Linked DNA regions of Capsicum annuum: region 2 is linked to region 1. Evidence: chromatin contacts called from public Hi-C data. All regions are on one chromosome and are shown on one strand. Each heading gives the region's core, a stretch centred on a gene start, on an enhancer-like site or on the middle of the called end of the contact. The rest is flanking DNA. Distances are from core to core; before and after follow the strand shown. Region 1 has its middle 17 kb from the start of LOC107853699. Region 2 holds the start of LOC107853725 (vestitone reductase).

Evidence for each region. Hi-C and Micro-C count contacts between places; a contact is called where the count stands out from the background.
Region 2: a Hi-C map of pericarp shows a contact between it and region 1, with 2.9 times the contacts expected there. The contact joins the promoter of LOC107853725 here to the enhancer-like site in region 1. A contact is called at or near these places in 4 of 5 Hi-C or Micro-C datasets (bud, leaf, pericarp and 1 more).

The regions. Positions count from the first base shown.
Region 1 is chr5:215,797,528-215,800,870 of UCD10Xv1.1, forward strand. No RefSeq gene overlaps it. Among protein-coding and RNA genes, the nearest start is that of LOC107853699, 17 kb to the left of the region's middle. Within about 2 kb of position 1,829, at least 1 of the 5 cell types and tissues checked has an H3K27ac peak or open chromatin away from gene starts, as enhancers often do. A contact at or near this core is called in pericarp, where this site is marked.
Region 2 is chr5:215,853,089-215,856,431 of UCD10Xv1.1, forward strand. It overlaps LOC107853725 (vestitone reductase), which reads right to left and starts at 1,608. Exons shown (of 6, transcript XM_047412752.1): 1 at 1,507-1,608; 2 at 1,223-1,431; 3 at 627-1,142; 4 at 1-70. The coding sequence starts at 1,349.

The sequences.
Region 1 (3,343 bases), core at 579-3,078:
TTTCTCCTACTTTAACTATTGAAATAAACTATTTTAATCATAGGAATATTGGTTTTGTATAGTTGGCAAAATGGATTAAATAATCAAGTTGAGTTGGTAAAACAAATATTCTTATTACTTTAGATAATCTTACATAATACAGATTGTAAGGACGGAGCTAGAATATAACTTATAAATTCGATTATATTACATATATATATATATACATATATATATATATATATATATATATATATATATATATATATATATATATATATATATTGAACATCAGGTTAACATCGAAAATAATCCTCATCCAAATCTACAAGCAATGGACTTTCAAATTCTGTGGATTATGTGTTTGAAAACAATGGTTGTTGGTTGTTAATTTAATTTAATTTAATACTATGTGGTGCTTGTACTATGTAATATAAAAATATAATAATCCTATTATTATATATTTTTTTATAAGCAAGTAACCATTATTTTTCAACAAATTGATGAGATAAGCTTTTGATTTTTTGAGCTCTTGACCAGTCCACTAATTGAAGAAATTAAATTACTTCTTAATTCATTAATAAAATATATCAAGTATGAAGTATAATTTACTAAATTTTCATTACTTCTATGAATTAGAAAGTAAATGTTATTATTAATTAAATTATAATCAATTTTATTAAAAATTGAATAGGTCTTCAAATATCTTGGTTGACAAAAATTTATACGTCATGTTATATTGTTGAATAACAAGTTGTCCATTTTCAATTTTATTTTATCATAACTTGTAAATTTAAAGAGACACTAAAGTGAAAGCTTATGAGATCACTTTTGTAATTGAATAAATGAAAGTCGTTATAATAAGATCGAAATTAAGAAAAAATTAATTTATTTTTAAAAATATTTCAATTAGACAAGATGATATTTGAAATAAGGTGTTAAATAAAATTTTTTCTACCCGCAAGAATTGGAATAAGGTTTGCATACGTTTTATTTTCTTAAACTTTTACTCGTGAAATTAAACTGAATATGTTTTTTTTTTTATATATTTAATAGGGAAATTTTGTTTGTCATTTTGTTAATAATAAACATATACCTAAATCACCAATTTTTTAAATCTAATTATTTATTTAATCCTATTATTGCAATTTAAATATTGTTTAAGTGCCATCACTTTCTCCTTTAGTTTTATTCCTTTTACTTTTTTGGACATGTAGCTCTATCCTTTTATCCTTTTTGCCTTTTTAGCCATAGGAAAAGAAGAAATGTAGAAACTGCTTATTTTTCTTTATTTAACAACTACTATATTAACACCTTTATTAATTTTTTTTAATGAGGATAATGTTTAAGTTACCTTGTGCTTATCCTTAATTAAAGAAAAAAAATATAAATATACACCTCAACTTATCATATTTTTATATAAGTTTCCATCCTTATAAAGTAATTACAAAAATCTCAATTAATTATGTATCTTCGTTAGATGTATCGGGAGCTAATAATGTATCTTGATAGACCCAAAATCAAAGAAAATATATCAAAAGTAAATTATGTATCTTTACAAAGGAAAAAATGTATCTTCAATGAATGTATTATGCATCTCGACAAACCCAAAATTAGAAAAAATGTATTGGGAGCTAATTATATATCGTCATAAAGGAAAAAATGTATCTTCATTGGATGTATGGGAGCTAGTTATATATCTCAACAGATTCAAAATTAAAATTTTTCAGTAATTAAGCTTCAAACTGTTGGGATTTATGTTGTTTGCCTTTTTTTTTTGGGCTTAAGTGTAAGAAGAAGAATAGTATTCTTGGGCCCAACAAATGTTATACATTAAGTTGGCCCATTTGATTACTGGACTCAAAACCAATATTATTTGGCCCAATAAAACCATTATTGGGCCAACAGCAGGGGGCAGTCGACGGGTGATTTGCATAAATAGGATCTTTAGATATTATCGTTTAAATTAAAAAGAATCTGCAAAAATAACTCTTTCACAAGGATACGTAGCGAAATCCTAGCGGATCGCTAAGATTTCTTAACAACAAGTTACGAAAATCATCACAATGCTAGCTATAAATACGGATTTCAGTCACAAATTTGCCTTGACGAGTTAGGGTGATTGGTGATCGAAAAGATTTTAGCGATAAATTCTGAAAAATACATTAGTATAGTTAGTATAATCACTATTTAGGTAAAAATCAAATCAATTTAATTCGTAGTAAATATTAAAAAGTTTAACTCTCCGAATTCAAACCCCGCCACATACACATAGGAAGAAAATAACTTATAGTATTGGTCTATTTTAGACAAATGGTCTTCTTCATTGTCACCATTTCCCAATTAAGCAAAATACTTCAAATTGGTTTATTTTAAGCGATTTAAAGATAAAATAGCTTTTTAAGTATTTTTATAGTGTTTGAATAAATTAAAAAAATGTTATGGATGGTTTTAGGAGAGGTAAAAATAGATCAAATAAATATTGGGGAAAGGTGATTAAATAGGATATCACACTGTTGCAGCTTACTGAGGATATGATTTTAGATAGAAAGGTGTGGCGATCGCGAATTAAAGTAGAAGGTTAGGGGGTCAGAGGGTGTTCGTGCTAGTAGGTTGGAGTATTATCCTTATTAGTAGTCGTCATAGTACTACACTTGTACTTTTTGTCCTTAGATTCTTATTGTTATATGTTGTTCCCGGCGGGGGTTGAGCCAACCCTTTGGAAGGAGGTTCATTCGAACCCACTTCAATGGAAAGATATATCATTTATACATGATTAAAATTAATTTTATTGTATTTATAGTAGGTGTTAAACCTCCTTCGGCTAGGTTTTCTTCAAATATTGACCCCCTTTAGTTGAAATACTGGTTCCGCCTCTAATTTTCGAGTAGCTCGTTTGTAGTATTATTATGTGGTAATATTGTTCAGTTACTATATGTTGTGATGTTACTTTTAATTGTCATTTCTCATTTGACCCCATCTCCTATGTTTTTTTCTTAGTTGTATTTGATCTTGAATTGAGGGTTTATCGAAAACAACCCCTCCACTCCTTCTTTGACGTAATGATACACAGTGGTGGAATTAGAATTTTCACTGAGGGGGTTCAGAAGTAAATATACGGACTAGTCGAAGGGGGTTCAACATCTACTATATATATATAAAATTATTTTTGACCATGTAAAAATAGTACAATTTTCCGACGAAGGAGGTTCGGATGAACGCCCTGAATTGTATGTAGATCCGCCACTGATGATATAGACTACATACACTCTATTCTTTTCAAACCTCACTACGTATGAATACACTGAATATATTATTATTTGTTATTTTGTTTCTTATAAGCACTTATGTTACATAATACATT
Region 2 (3,343 bases), core at 358-2,857, 55 kb after region 1:
GCACTGGCAACATCATCTACATGCACGAATGGGGTAAGCGAGGGGTACTTCATGCAATTTTCCTGGTTACCTGTGTAATTCAGGAGACAAGCCAAAAAGAAATACTTATTTAGAGCAGGTTCCTTGTCTTGTGATTAAGCCTTTGAATACAACTATCTTGACACCCTCAGAACCAATACACATAAAACAGTGGAAAAAAGATGTGATGCTTTTTAGAAACTGGAAATGTCTTGGAAAGAATGAAGATGCCACAACATGAAACCAAATCCTAAATGGGGAATCATGACGAAATCAACTAAATCATCTATGAAGAAGAATGTGAGTGAAGAAAGACGTGTTCAAAAGCTGTGTAGAAAAAGAAAAATGCTCTTACTTCCAGCAGTTGTATGTAAAGCGAACAAACATATATATACCTTCTCAAAATGTATTGCAAGAATATTTTCTCTAGGTAAAATAACGCTGTTTATATCAATGAATTACTTCTTTATCCGACATTTTGCTCGCTATAGTTGAGGAAGTTAGGAAATGGATTGCAGAGGTGAGCATTAGAAACTAAAAACGTAACGTCCTTGATGATTTGACATGAGAAAGTTGTAGGGGTTGAAGAAAGAGCAGAAGGGGCATACCATAAATCATTGCCATGGCTGATCGTAATGGCTCCGGGAAATGAGTACTCAAGAAGGGACCATGTATCCAACTAGGAATAACAGTCATCAGATCTAATCCATGCTTCTCAGCAAATTCAAGAGCAGCCTTTTCCGCTAAAGTCTTGCTAATCACATACGAAGCTGCGGATATAGGTTTTAATGTTTTCATGACATGTATGTCAGACCATGAGCTCTCGTTCACTGTGTCTAAACCTTTATCATGAAACACAACTGCTGTTCTGCTGGAAGTGTAAACAACTCGTTTTACTGTTTTTGAATTGAGGCATTCCTGTAAAACGCCCAATGTTCCATCAACTGTTCTTCTTATCTTTTTGTCTTCAATTTCTTGATCCCCGAAATTCATCGGATGAGCAATGTGAAATACTCCAACGCATCCTTTAATAGCTTCACTAAAGCTTTCTGGTTTGTCTAGATCAGCATTAAATATCCGTAGCCTTTGAGATGCACCGGGCAAGTTAGTGAGGTAGCTAACATCTGTTTTGTGATGTATAAATTCATTCAAAGTTTTATGGAAAATACATAAAAAGATTAATTCAGTGGGGGGAAACATTAACCTTGAGTGGACCTTATGGTAGCATTTACTGAGTAGCCATGTTGAAGAAGCTTCATTATCAGCCATGACGCTAGATATCCTGTTCCACCAGTTACACAAACCATACCTTTGCTATCATCCACTTCCATCTCTCTTTCTTTAGTTATGATTCCTGTTTTAGGTCTTCTACTTTGCAGAATTTGTAAACAATGCAACACTTGTCAAAGTTATCTGAAAAAAAGAAAAGCATCTAATGTAATGGGTTTCCTAATACAAATACATGGGAAAAAGGAGATTTTGGAGAACCTGGAAATCTGTGGTTCATACAGCCAATCAATGTTTTATCAATTATTGAACACACCCATAATTTTATAAAGATTTATTAGTCCAATAAGTCAACAATATTATATAATACTAGCTATTATTTGACAAAACGAGAAGCATGAGTTTTTCTTTATATAATTTAAAATTACAACTTTTTTGTAAAAAGTAAATTCATAGGCTAAATTTTATTTTTTAGAAAAAAAAAATCACAATTTGAAATCCTAAATCGGACTTTCATATACTAAACTTTTCATGTTTTTTTTGTTTTGTATAAGTGAAAGTGTTTTCTTAAAGTGTTTGGTTAGTCTAAATAAATGAAGGTTTTAATTAAATGTTGAAATTACATATATCGTAGCACGGCTAAGCCACCTAGTAAATAGTAATCCTGGTGACATATTGACAATGAAATAACTATATAAATCAAAACATATATTATAGTAAACAATGTATATTATACACTATATAACAAATAGATTATTCACTTCATATACAATATCGATTATATATACGATTTTATTAGTGCACCTTTTATATACACTTCATATACGCGTTGTATCAATACAAAAAATTTTATTTATTGAGGGATGTTTGAGTTTCCTACAGAACTATCGCTAACTATTTATAAGTTCACTTCGATATACAAACAATTGTATCTGGTGTATTCATATGCGCATTTAGGTTGTATCATTAAATATCGTTTGGGTATGTACAAATATATAAGCAACAAAATACATGAGACTGTATCAATCCTTTCTGATTTCACTTATATTCATTTTATTGTACTGTATCAATTGTTACTACTTAGTTTGTATCACTTGTATTTATTCGTTCTAATAATTGTATCACTTGTATTTATTCGCTCTAATAATTGTATCTATGCATACAATCTTAATGATGCATTCACAATATATAGGTTGTACGCATTCACTTAATTTTGCTTGATACACGAAAGTGGAAATATAAAAATACAAAGGTGTATAGAAGGATACAAACAACAAAAATATATTGTACAAGCAAGGCAAAATACAAAATATAGTAATTGCCAAAAAACACCTCCTTTATAATACACAAATACAAGCAAAAATACAAAAAAAAAAAAAAAAATATACACAAAAAGCTTATGCAGTATAAAATTAAAGTGAAGACACATAAATACAGAAATTGACAAAAAATTTCTTCCATTAAAATGCAAAATTATAGTAAAAAAGGTCAAAAAGTATTTTTAATATACTAATTAAATTGTAATTTTAAAAAGCTATAGTTATAAAGAGTAAATACAATATTAGCTATATCATGAAAAAAATTCACTATTACAATATTCATATTACACAAGCTCATTCATTCATTTAAATAGTATCAATCTTTTGAATGATGCTTATTTCTTATTAAATTTAACATTAATTTATTTTATCTATAATATATTAAAATATGAAGGATCTTAGAAATGTTGTTTGAACTTTTTACCTTTCAAAAGTCTTTGCTTTACACAAAATTGTCTTTTTACTATTTTTTAAAAATATTTTAGAGTTAAAAATTAATTAAATATATTAATGGTAAAACCTTTCCTTATTAGAAGTCATCAGAATTGATGACTATTAATAATTTTTTCATTGGTTTATGATTTCTAAATCAATTAAATTTAATTTTAAAAGATTTAAAAAATCTAGAAATAAATATAGAAGTGTTAGAATACTTAAAAAATAAGAATTATTCAATTTTTAAAAGTTTTAAGTACGTAATAAAAATGTAATCAATGATTTTGTAAGAATTTGTCTTTAAAAATAGAAAATATTTTAAATATAGAAAAAAAAAGAAAAAT